2 separate regions of the Mus musculus genome follow, and region 2 is linked to region 1. Evidence: chromatin contacts called from public targeted proximity ligation data. All regions are on one chromosome and are shown on one strand. The core of a region is the stretch at or near the end of the contact, and the rest is flanking DNA. Distances in the headings are between cores, read along the strand shown.

Region 1 (4,675 bases), core at 1,450-3,949:
TCTCCGTACTCATTGCCACTAGTGCTGGTGTTCCTTGGCCTTTGTTCCTATTAAACTTCATGACTCTAGTGTTACCTGAAACACTTCCTTCTCTACACTTTAGTTAGCTGAAGATACTGCTGAGCCTTTTCTGTATCATTATCAAGATTACCAACTTCGAAACTGCCCAGAACAGCCTTCCAGGCTCTTTGCTTCACTCCATTTTGGCATTTACCATTCACATCATAGAGGCCATTTAGCATACAATTTATTTAATTATCATGTCATAAAAGTCACATGCTTCTACCTTTTCCATAAAAATCTATTGAAGTCCCTAGAAAATGTCTTACAAAATACCAGCTTGTAATAATCTATATCTCTCTCTATCACTTAACAATCTATCTATCTAGATCCTGGGCCAAAATAACAAGTAAAGTTGAAGAAGGGAATAGAGGAAGCATCAGAGGTGACCTGATTTCACGTTTCAGAAATTCTGTTTTATTTAAGCTTCCATAGACCGAGGTGTTGTCTGGTACATGGTCTAAATGAATGATAAATTAATGCTATTCAGATGGAAGCGCAGTATATCATTGTCAAATATGTAGGAGATCTGGCTGGCTGGTGGCTCTTGCTGGGGGAAGGTCTCCTCCTACCTATCAGGAACATCTGTTTGGGGACATCACCTGCATAGCTTAGGTGTATAGGAGAGCATGAACTGAACTCCTGCCTAATCATGTAAATATTATTGCTGAAGTGAAAACACAAGTAGGGCTGCCAGGGTGATCCAGATGCAGAAAGTCCCAAGTCTTTTATGTAAGCAGGTTAATTAGGCAGCATCTTCAAGTCTGGAGACAGGTCCCATGGTGTTAATCAAGTGGAATATCACCAGCCGCTAAAAGAACAGGCTCTTTCCAGAAGCATCCCCTACACCAGACAGGAGGGGGATGCAGCCATGGGAGGGAATCGTCTAAAGATCCAGTAGCTAAGAATCCCTGGGGAAGAACTGTGGGAAGGTGTTGAACAAGCGCCACCATGACAGATCAAACACCCGAGTCAGTGCGGAGGTTTAGGGGAAAGCCTAAGTTTGGAAGCTACTTAGAGCTGAGTTCAGCACTCAGTTCCCCTTTTGCTAGCTCTGGAAAAATTACATGAACAAGGTAAGCCTTAGGTTCTTTAAATTTAAGATGGAGGTGGCAACGCCTCCCTGGTGGGGCTTCTTAAAGATGAGAGGCTTCACGGGGGATACCCAGGGGCAGGTGGAAGGCTGTGCCAGTGGGACAGAGTGCGGTCTGGATCTCTCTCTGTATGTGTTTAAAGCTTGTTCTTTCCCTTTTTCTGAAAAGGCAGGAGAGTGCTGGCTGCTGCTACTCTGATGGAAGAGACTCGGGGAGATAAAAGTGCAGTGAGATAGGGCAGGATCCACTGCTGTGGGTGACTATGTGGTTGTCTTAATCGGGGTTTCTATTCCTGCACAATCATCATGACCAAGAAGCAAATTGGGGAGGAAAGGGTTTATTCAGCTTACATTTCCACATTGCTGTTCATCACTGAAGGAAGTCAGGACTGGAACTCAAGCAGGTCAGGAAGCAGGAGCTGATGCAGAGGCCATGGAGGGATGTTCTTTACTGGCTTGCTTCCCCTGGCTTGCTCAGCCTGCTCTCCTATAGAACTCAAGACTACCAGCCCAGAGATGGTCCCACCCACAAGGGGCCTTTCCCCCTTGATCACTAATTGAGAAAATGCCTTACAGTTGGATCTCATGGAGGCATTTCCCCAACTGAAGCTCCTTTCTCTGTGATAACTCCAGCTGTGTCAAGTTGACACAAAACTAGCCAGTACAGTGGTCATCCTAGGCAAACTCCATGGGGCGTTCAGTTTCCCTGCTGTTAACTTCCCTTTCTCTACGTCTGGCTGGAGGCCACCTGAAGTCAGCTATCTTCTCCTATATTTACTACATGCCTGGCTGGCTGTCAGGCATCACAGGTGGCAATGCCACATGGAACATGTCTGTCCAGGGGGTAAAGACACTCAGCAATACAACAAAGACACCTGAGGGGGGGGGGTAGTTTTGGAAGGTGAGTGAGACCTGTCTTGTATTATTCACATTAGTTTCTTCCCCTATATTCCTCAGCATTCGGTCCTGCTTCTCTCTCTTCCCCTCATCAATGCTAAGTTGCTGATTTCTCCTGATCCTAAGACCTTCCCTATTGGACAGAGGTAATCAGGGTGATATGTTTCCTCCTGGAGCTTATGTATATACACAAGGCATGGCCAGGAAGCAGAAAGAATAGTCCTAATTCATGCTTTTATTTTTTTTAACTCTTGTTTTTAAATCCCAATGTATCTTTAATAACATGTCTGTAGGTAAAGAGTCACAGGCTGTGATGGTGGCCTGGCAGCTCACATTCCTTCCACCTCTGCCACATCCAGGCCCATGAGATGACTGCTACATGTTTACATTTTGTAGTCACACCCATGGCTGGAAAAATGAGGAAATGAGGTGTGTGTGGGGAGGGGTGGGGGGGTTTCTCCTATTGAAGCTTGGTTTCCCATCCAGGAAGAGATTTCTTCCCGAATTGGCCCAAACCAACCAAGTTGAGGAAAATAACATACTTCACAGTCAAGATTCTTATTTTTCAGTTTGTATTTTTTCACATGGCTTACTCACAGTGACTCATACGAAGATTCACACACAATGTGAGCCTTGGCTTTGCCTTTGATAGAGATGACTGCCTACAGCGAGGCTGTAGTTGCTTAAATAACTTGAATTCTGCTCATTCAACATCCCTGTTTCTGTGCCAACAGGGACAGGAACAGCCATGACGACAAAATTGCAATGGTTTGTTTTTTTTTTAAACTGTAAGTTTTCATTGGTCTTAGAAGAAGAGTCAAGAGCAGGGTTGACTCCGAAGTACATGGAGTATAGGAGACTTTCTGCCCCTAGGAAGGTGCCTACTCTTATGTACACCCCCAACTTGCTAGGCCACTTTAAGGCGATGTGTATGGGAAGGATACATATCTACATGGTGAAACTGAGAAGCGGCACTTGAATGGGATGGTCACAGCTCAAAGCAGGACTTAGGGGCAGAGTAACTGTGGACAGGAAGAGACTGTAGCAGTGGATGAATAAGGGTGGAAGGCAGGGAAGGCAGAATGGCTTGAATGGTTCAAGCTACAAAGAACACTAAACAAGAAATACAATGACCAGGGAAGAAATGAGAAGGAATCCTGCAGGGGCCTGAAACTGGAAAAAAGTCTATCACTCTGAAGGACCAGAAGTTGGCTTTTCACAGGGAGGTGAGTCTCTAGAAGGAGTAAACAGGCCACTATGTAGTGAGGAGCTAGACCTCTTTCAATCCGCTTCTATAGATTCACAGGACATTCATTTGAAGGCTAAGGTGGTTCTGCAGAGGGTTTGGTAATCTGGAGATTTGGAAACTGATAGAGATCTGTTGGAGATTGGTTTTAATGAATTGATTCAATCAGGAATCTGCGTGCCCAAATGCTAAAGGTCCTTGTCCCAAGTTGGTTTTTGATCAATCAATAAAGATGCCAATGGCTAATGGCTGGGTACAGGGCAGGACACTTAGAGTTGTTTGGGTAGGACAAGAGAGGAACGGGGCAGATTTGCCATGTCTAGGGTAAGAAGAATATAACACGGTAGTGGCAGGAGATAAAGCCAACCAGCCATGTGAGATTTCAGATTAATGGCCACTGGCCACTTTTTCTATTGGGCCTGGGGTAGCAGGGGAAGTTTTAGGACTGCCCAGCCTTTGAGGTAGCCAAGGCATTTAAAAATAAGCTAATGTAATCTACAGATTCAATGCAATCCCCATCAAAATTCCAACTCAATTCTTCAACGAATTAGAAGGAGCAATTTGCAAATTCATCTGGAATAACAAAAAACCTAGGATAGCAAAAACTCTTCTCAAGGATAAAAGAACCTCTGGTGGAATCACCATGCCTGACCTAAAGCTTTACTACAGGGCAATTGTGATAAAAACTGCATGGTACTGGTATAGAGACAGACAAGTAGACCAATGGAATAGAATTGAAGACCCAGAAATGAACCCACACACCTATGGTCACTTGATCTTCGACAAGGGAGCTAAAACCATCCAGTGGAAGAAAGACAGCATTTTCAACAATTGGTGCTGGCACAACTGGTTGTTATCATGTAGAAGAATGCGAATCGATCCATACTTATCTCCTTGTACTAAGGTCAAATCTAAGTGGATCAAGGAACTTCACATAAAACCAGAGACACTGAAACTTATAGAGGAGAAAGTGGGGGAAAGCCTTGAAGATATGGGTACAGGGGAAAAATTCCTGAACAGAACAGCAATGGCTTGCTCTGTAAGATCGAGAATTGACAAATGGGACCTAATGAAACTCCAAAGTTTCTGCAAGGCAAAAGACACCGTCAATAAGACAAAAAGACCACCAACAGATTGGGAAAGGATCTTTACCTATCCTAAATCAGATAGGGGACTAATATCCAACATATATAAAGAACTCAAGAAGGTGGACTTCAGAAAATCAAATAACCCCATTAAAAAATGGGGCTCAGAACTGAACAAAGAATTCTCACCTGAGGAATACCGAATGGCAGAGAAGCACCTGAAAAAATGCTCAACATCCTTAATCATCAGGGAAATGCAAATCAAAACAACCCTGAGATTCCACCTCACACCAG
Region 2 (4,675 bases), core at 1,477-3,976, 200 kb before region 1:
AACTTACAAGAATGAAGGATAACAGGAGCAGAGTCCATGTAGTTTTTCTGAGAAAAGGAGGAGAAGGAGGAGGAGGAGGAGGAGGAAGAGGAGGGCACCAGGAGATAACTGACTTATTTGTAGTCCCTTTTCCTATTTTTTTAAAGTCTGAGAACATATCAGACAGCAAATATATCCTGAGACAATATCGGCTGCTAGACAGCTCATGAAAGCTTTGTGAACTGCAACTGGTCAACAATGTCTGACCTGGACACAGGGAAAGGCAAGCGTGGGAAACTCTGCTGGCATTTGTCTGCAGAGACAATCAACCTACAGAACAAGGCAAATCAGGTAGGAACTGGGACAAAATGATTTTTTGATGTTCCCCCGAGAGGATCAGAGCTTCTGTTCCTAGTTGCAAATATTCCAGCTGGTCCTATGCATATCATATATGCATGAAACTCTATTCGTATGAGTGGAATGGCTTATGAAGTGGACCCAGTGGACTGAATAATTGAAAAAACTGCTCTGCAGAGGGCAGAGCTGGGAGCTTTGGACAGGAGGGCTAAACCACTTAGTGCTTTGAGGTGCCCTGATCATCTATGTTCCGGATGTGCCTCTTGGTCTCTAAAGTAGAGAGCTGGGTTTCATTGCCTGGAATGATAACCTGGGGAGGTAGGACTATCAACACACACACACACACACACACACACACACACACACACAATTGTTTTGCTGGCAATTTGGGAAATACAAACTATATTTTTCTTGAAATGCACTCAGTACATCAATCAGCTAGAAAATGCTGACAGGTCCAAGGGGACAACTGGAGTGAGTTTAATAAACATTCTCTTTACAGAGATGAAAGAAACCAAGCAAGAGTAATTAAACACTAGAGGACAAGCAACCATGAGGGGACTCTTCCACTCCTAGCCTTTAGGACAGCAGGAGGGAAGGGCTCTGCCAGGGACCTGTGAATGCTGTCACCAAACTAGAGAGCTGCTAAGTAGAACCATGGCTGTGGGGACTCAGCTTTTCCCCTCCCATCTCTGGTATCCTGGCAGAAGGCTCAGAATCTGCCTAACATTCCTGGAGACAGACCTCTGTGGCCACACAGCTAGGTGTGGCATCGTAAATATATTAGAAATGTCAACAGAGAACGGGGGTGGGGGTGGGAGTGGGGAGGGAGGGAAGGATGCTGGGCTGAGGCACCACATTCATCTCGTTCAGATTGGCCAAGTCACCACTGCTTAGAGGCCAATACTATTTAAATCCATTTTCCTTGATCTAACTTGTTTGGAATAATGTTCTGTGGTTTGTTTTTGTTGGTGATAAAGTTTCTTTTAATTTTAGTTAAAGGTTTCTTGCAAACATGTCACTTTTTCCCATGAAAAGGAAGCAACAGCTGTGGTCTAGCTAACAGTCATGGTATCGGGCATGGCTCAATGTCTTCATCACTACAAGTCCTTTTGAACACATTGGCCTGGGACCTCATGTACAGCCCTGGGTGGTGAAGATTCAAAAGCTGCATCATTCAGAGCAGCTATTTTCAACCTGTGGGTCATGACCATTTGAGGGGTCGCAAATCGGATATCCTGTATATAAGATATTTACATTACGATTCCTCACAGATGCAAAATTACAGTTATGAAGTAGCAACAAAAGTAATCCTATGGTTGGGGGTCAGCACAACATGGAGAAATGTATTAAAGGGTTGCATTAGGAAGTGGAAACCACTGCTTAGAGCCTTCTCTGTGTATGCTTATTATCTGACATGCGCATGGTCCCATCAGATAGGCAAAGCCTTTCCCTATGAAACATTTGTGTGAATGTTGACAGCGTATATAGGAAGTTTCAACCACAGCTTCCTGCTGGATCTTTACAGCCTAAGACTGCTCTCTCATAAACCTTCTAGGTAGGTTTATGAGTAGCTAAACCTGCTTCCTCCTTGTTCCGCTATATACAGTAAACCTGCCACCTCAATTCAGATGTGTAAAAGAAATGCGTTCAGTTTTCGGCTGCTGTGTCTCCATTGCAGTGCTTGGTCCACCTGAGCCTAGCTTTCTGTACATGTCTGTGTGTCTGTCCTCTCTTCATTCCCTGATGTCTGAGTTAGGTCAATCACTGAGCTCTGCAGAGCACTCTTCTCCTTGATGACAGAGGACTTTGACTCAGTTGGAGCAGTTTTTTTTTTTTTTTTTTTTTGTACAGCAAAAAAAAAAAAAAACAGAAATAAAGAGAAAGAGGAGGACCAATTTTTATTTAATACATAACATGTGCCAGGATGCTAAAGTTTTAAATATGCACAATGTCATTTAATAGCCATCAAAATTGTGAGGAAAACACCATTATTATTTCCATGTTAACAATGTGGGAACAAGTTGAGAGAAATTGTAACCACATAACTATTAGGTCATACCAGATGAAACTGCCAATATTCAATCATGTTTGATGAATGTGTCAACTTCATATGACTCCACAATGTGGAGTACATTGCAGAATCAGCTTTAAAATCAAGAGTAAGCTCATTGTGACTAAGCCTTTGTGAGTGACCAGGGAAACCTTGATAACGCAACTGAAGTATTACATTAAATAATGTTCCTACGCCTGGGACACAGTGAAGCTCACAAAATGTTCTTTTTGTGTGTGTTAATTGTATTCTGCCTGCTGTTCTTACTCCCTGGGGGAGGCAGTGTACAGCTGTCTGAACAGATGTGGTCAGTAAGACTGGGAGGAGGCCTCTTGCTGTTGACTAGGTCCCATCCCAGGAACCTGGAAGGTTCCAGCTTTGTTATCAGTGCCTCCCCCCACACCCCATGTGCCTCCACTCCTGTTTCTCGGGGAATTTCTTCTGCCTTGCAGTTCTAAGTCAGCTCTCTTGTCCAGATCAGAGTGAGTGTTATGATCATTAGGTCTTCCCTGGTCCCTATACCTCGTGATAGCCCAGAAGTTTCACTTCATCATCAAATCCATCCCTGGAGTTGAAGTGCTAGAGAGCTGGGGATGGATGGAAGGGCAGCTGCCTTGTTGACTGTGTTATGTGGATATGTGAGCTGACTGAGTTCACATGATTACTTCTGGCAAGGAAACTGGTTCAAAATTCCTCCTCTCTTTACTTGGCAAGAGGAAAGAGAAGACTCTCTTGGCTGAAGGGTGTGCTGTTTGGGTTTGGTTTTAGGGCTTGGGGAAACTTTGTCTCTAAAAAAACAATAGTATAGGATTATCAGATTTAACAAAGCAAAATGCCAGACTTGTAGATAGATTTGAATTTTAGGAGTATATTCTATGCAATATTTGAGCCATATTTCTATCAAAAATCGCTGCTTATCTAAAATTCAAGTTTGACTCTGTGCTTTTGGCTTGAGTAGGGCTCTCTGTAAGTCAGGTGTGTTGTCACCGTGGCATATAAAGAGCTGAAGTGTTCAGGGCTGATTAAGCTATGAGGCTGTTCCTTCATGAACTATGGGATCAAGGCCCTTATACGATACTTTGAGTCAGCGTTCAGTGAGCTTGCCTTATGCTTTTAGGATACAATCTTCTCTGTAGAATGCACCAAAAAGGCACCATCTTGACTGCAGAGAGCAGTTTGAACCTACAACACAACTGCCTGTGTCTTGATCTTGAAGTTCTAGCCTCCAGAGCTGAGGGATACAAACACTATTTATATTGCTCAATCCATAGAATTCTGTCACAGAGTAAGACACTCTTCTGATTTGTTGTTGCCCTGAAATACCATGACCAAAAGCAACAAAGGGCAAGAGAGGGCATATTTCATCTTACATTTCTTGGTTGAAATTCATCATTAAGAGAAATCAGGGCAAGAGCATGAAGCAGAAGCCATGGAGGAATGATGCTTACTGGCTCACTCTCTGGCTTGTTCCCTGGCTCACATTCATCTAACTTTCTTATATAGCGTAGGCTCACTTGCTAGGGATGATGTCACTGCCCACAGTGGGCTAGGCCCTCAAACAATAATCATCTATAAGTGCTAGTGCTTATCATCAAGCCAGGATTCTTTGCAATCATCAGTCAAGATAATTTCTCACAGACACAGCCATGGTCACAGGACATTCTGATCAGAGCAATCTCTCAATGGAGGTTCCCACTTCCCAAGTGACTCTAGGTTGTATCATATTGACGAGAACTAACCAGCACCAAGGCTGTGACCTCCTAGATTGAGTAATCTTAGAAGAGTCCACTTTGTCCACCCTTCAGGTGCTTTGTCATAATGTAGGAAAGTCATACATTTAGACTCCCAACAGTCTTGTGCCTCAGATGAACCTTGGCTTAAAGCCCAGTCTCACTATTTTAGTGGCTAGGCGAGTGTAGCTGGATCGCTTAACCTCTCTAAGCCTCCATTTCTCCTTAACTAGAACAACCACAGCATCTAACTTAGGGGTGCACTGAGGGTTAAACGAAGTTACAGACTAGATGCATAGTTCCTAACATTTGCCACTGTCAGTAGCACAATTACTCTTATATATGATCCAGATGGGGCAGTTATACCCCAAAAGAATTCTATAACATCACAAGCTCCAGTTATGGGAGCAAATCTCTGAGTGCTCTGTGCAAATGAGCCTTCAATTTCAACTTCAATTTACAGGAGCCCTGTGGACCCAGAAAGGAATTAAAAGAAAGGTTTCAAGGAGAGAAATGGCCCAAGGGGCACTGGTTCCCAACCCTCAGTCTAAAGAGG

The links.
Region 2: a contact with region 1 is called in a targeted proximity ligation map of pancreatic cancer cells. A contact is called at or near these places in 2 of 39 promoter capture datasets (liver and stem cell-derived epiblast-like cells), 18 of 484 Hi-C or Micro-C datasets (3T3-L1-derived adipocytes, the AtT-20 cell line, the HPC-7 cell line and 10 more), 2 of 130 datasets of targeted methods (pancreatic cancer cells and pro-B cells) and 1 of 9 other capture datasets (embryonic stem cells).

What each region holds. Positions count from the first base shown.
Region 1 is chr19:27,132,590-27,137,264 of GRCm38.p6, reverse strand. All of the region lies in intron 6 of Gm35438 (a long non-coding RNA gene), which reads left to right. Among named protein-coding and RNA genes, the nearest start is that of Vldlr, 82 kb to the left of the region's middle.
Region 2 is chr19:27,334,717-27,339,391 of GRCm38.p6, reverse strand. Kcnv2 (potassium channel, subfamily V, member 2) reads right to left here. Exons shown (of 2, transcript NM_183179.1): 2 at 2,213-4,675. Among named protein-coding and RNA genes, the nearest start is that of Gm35554, 7.7 kb to the left of the region's middle.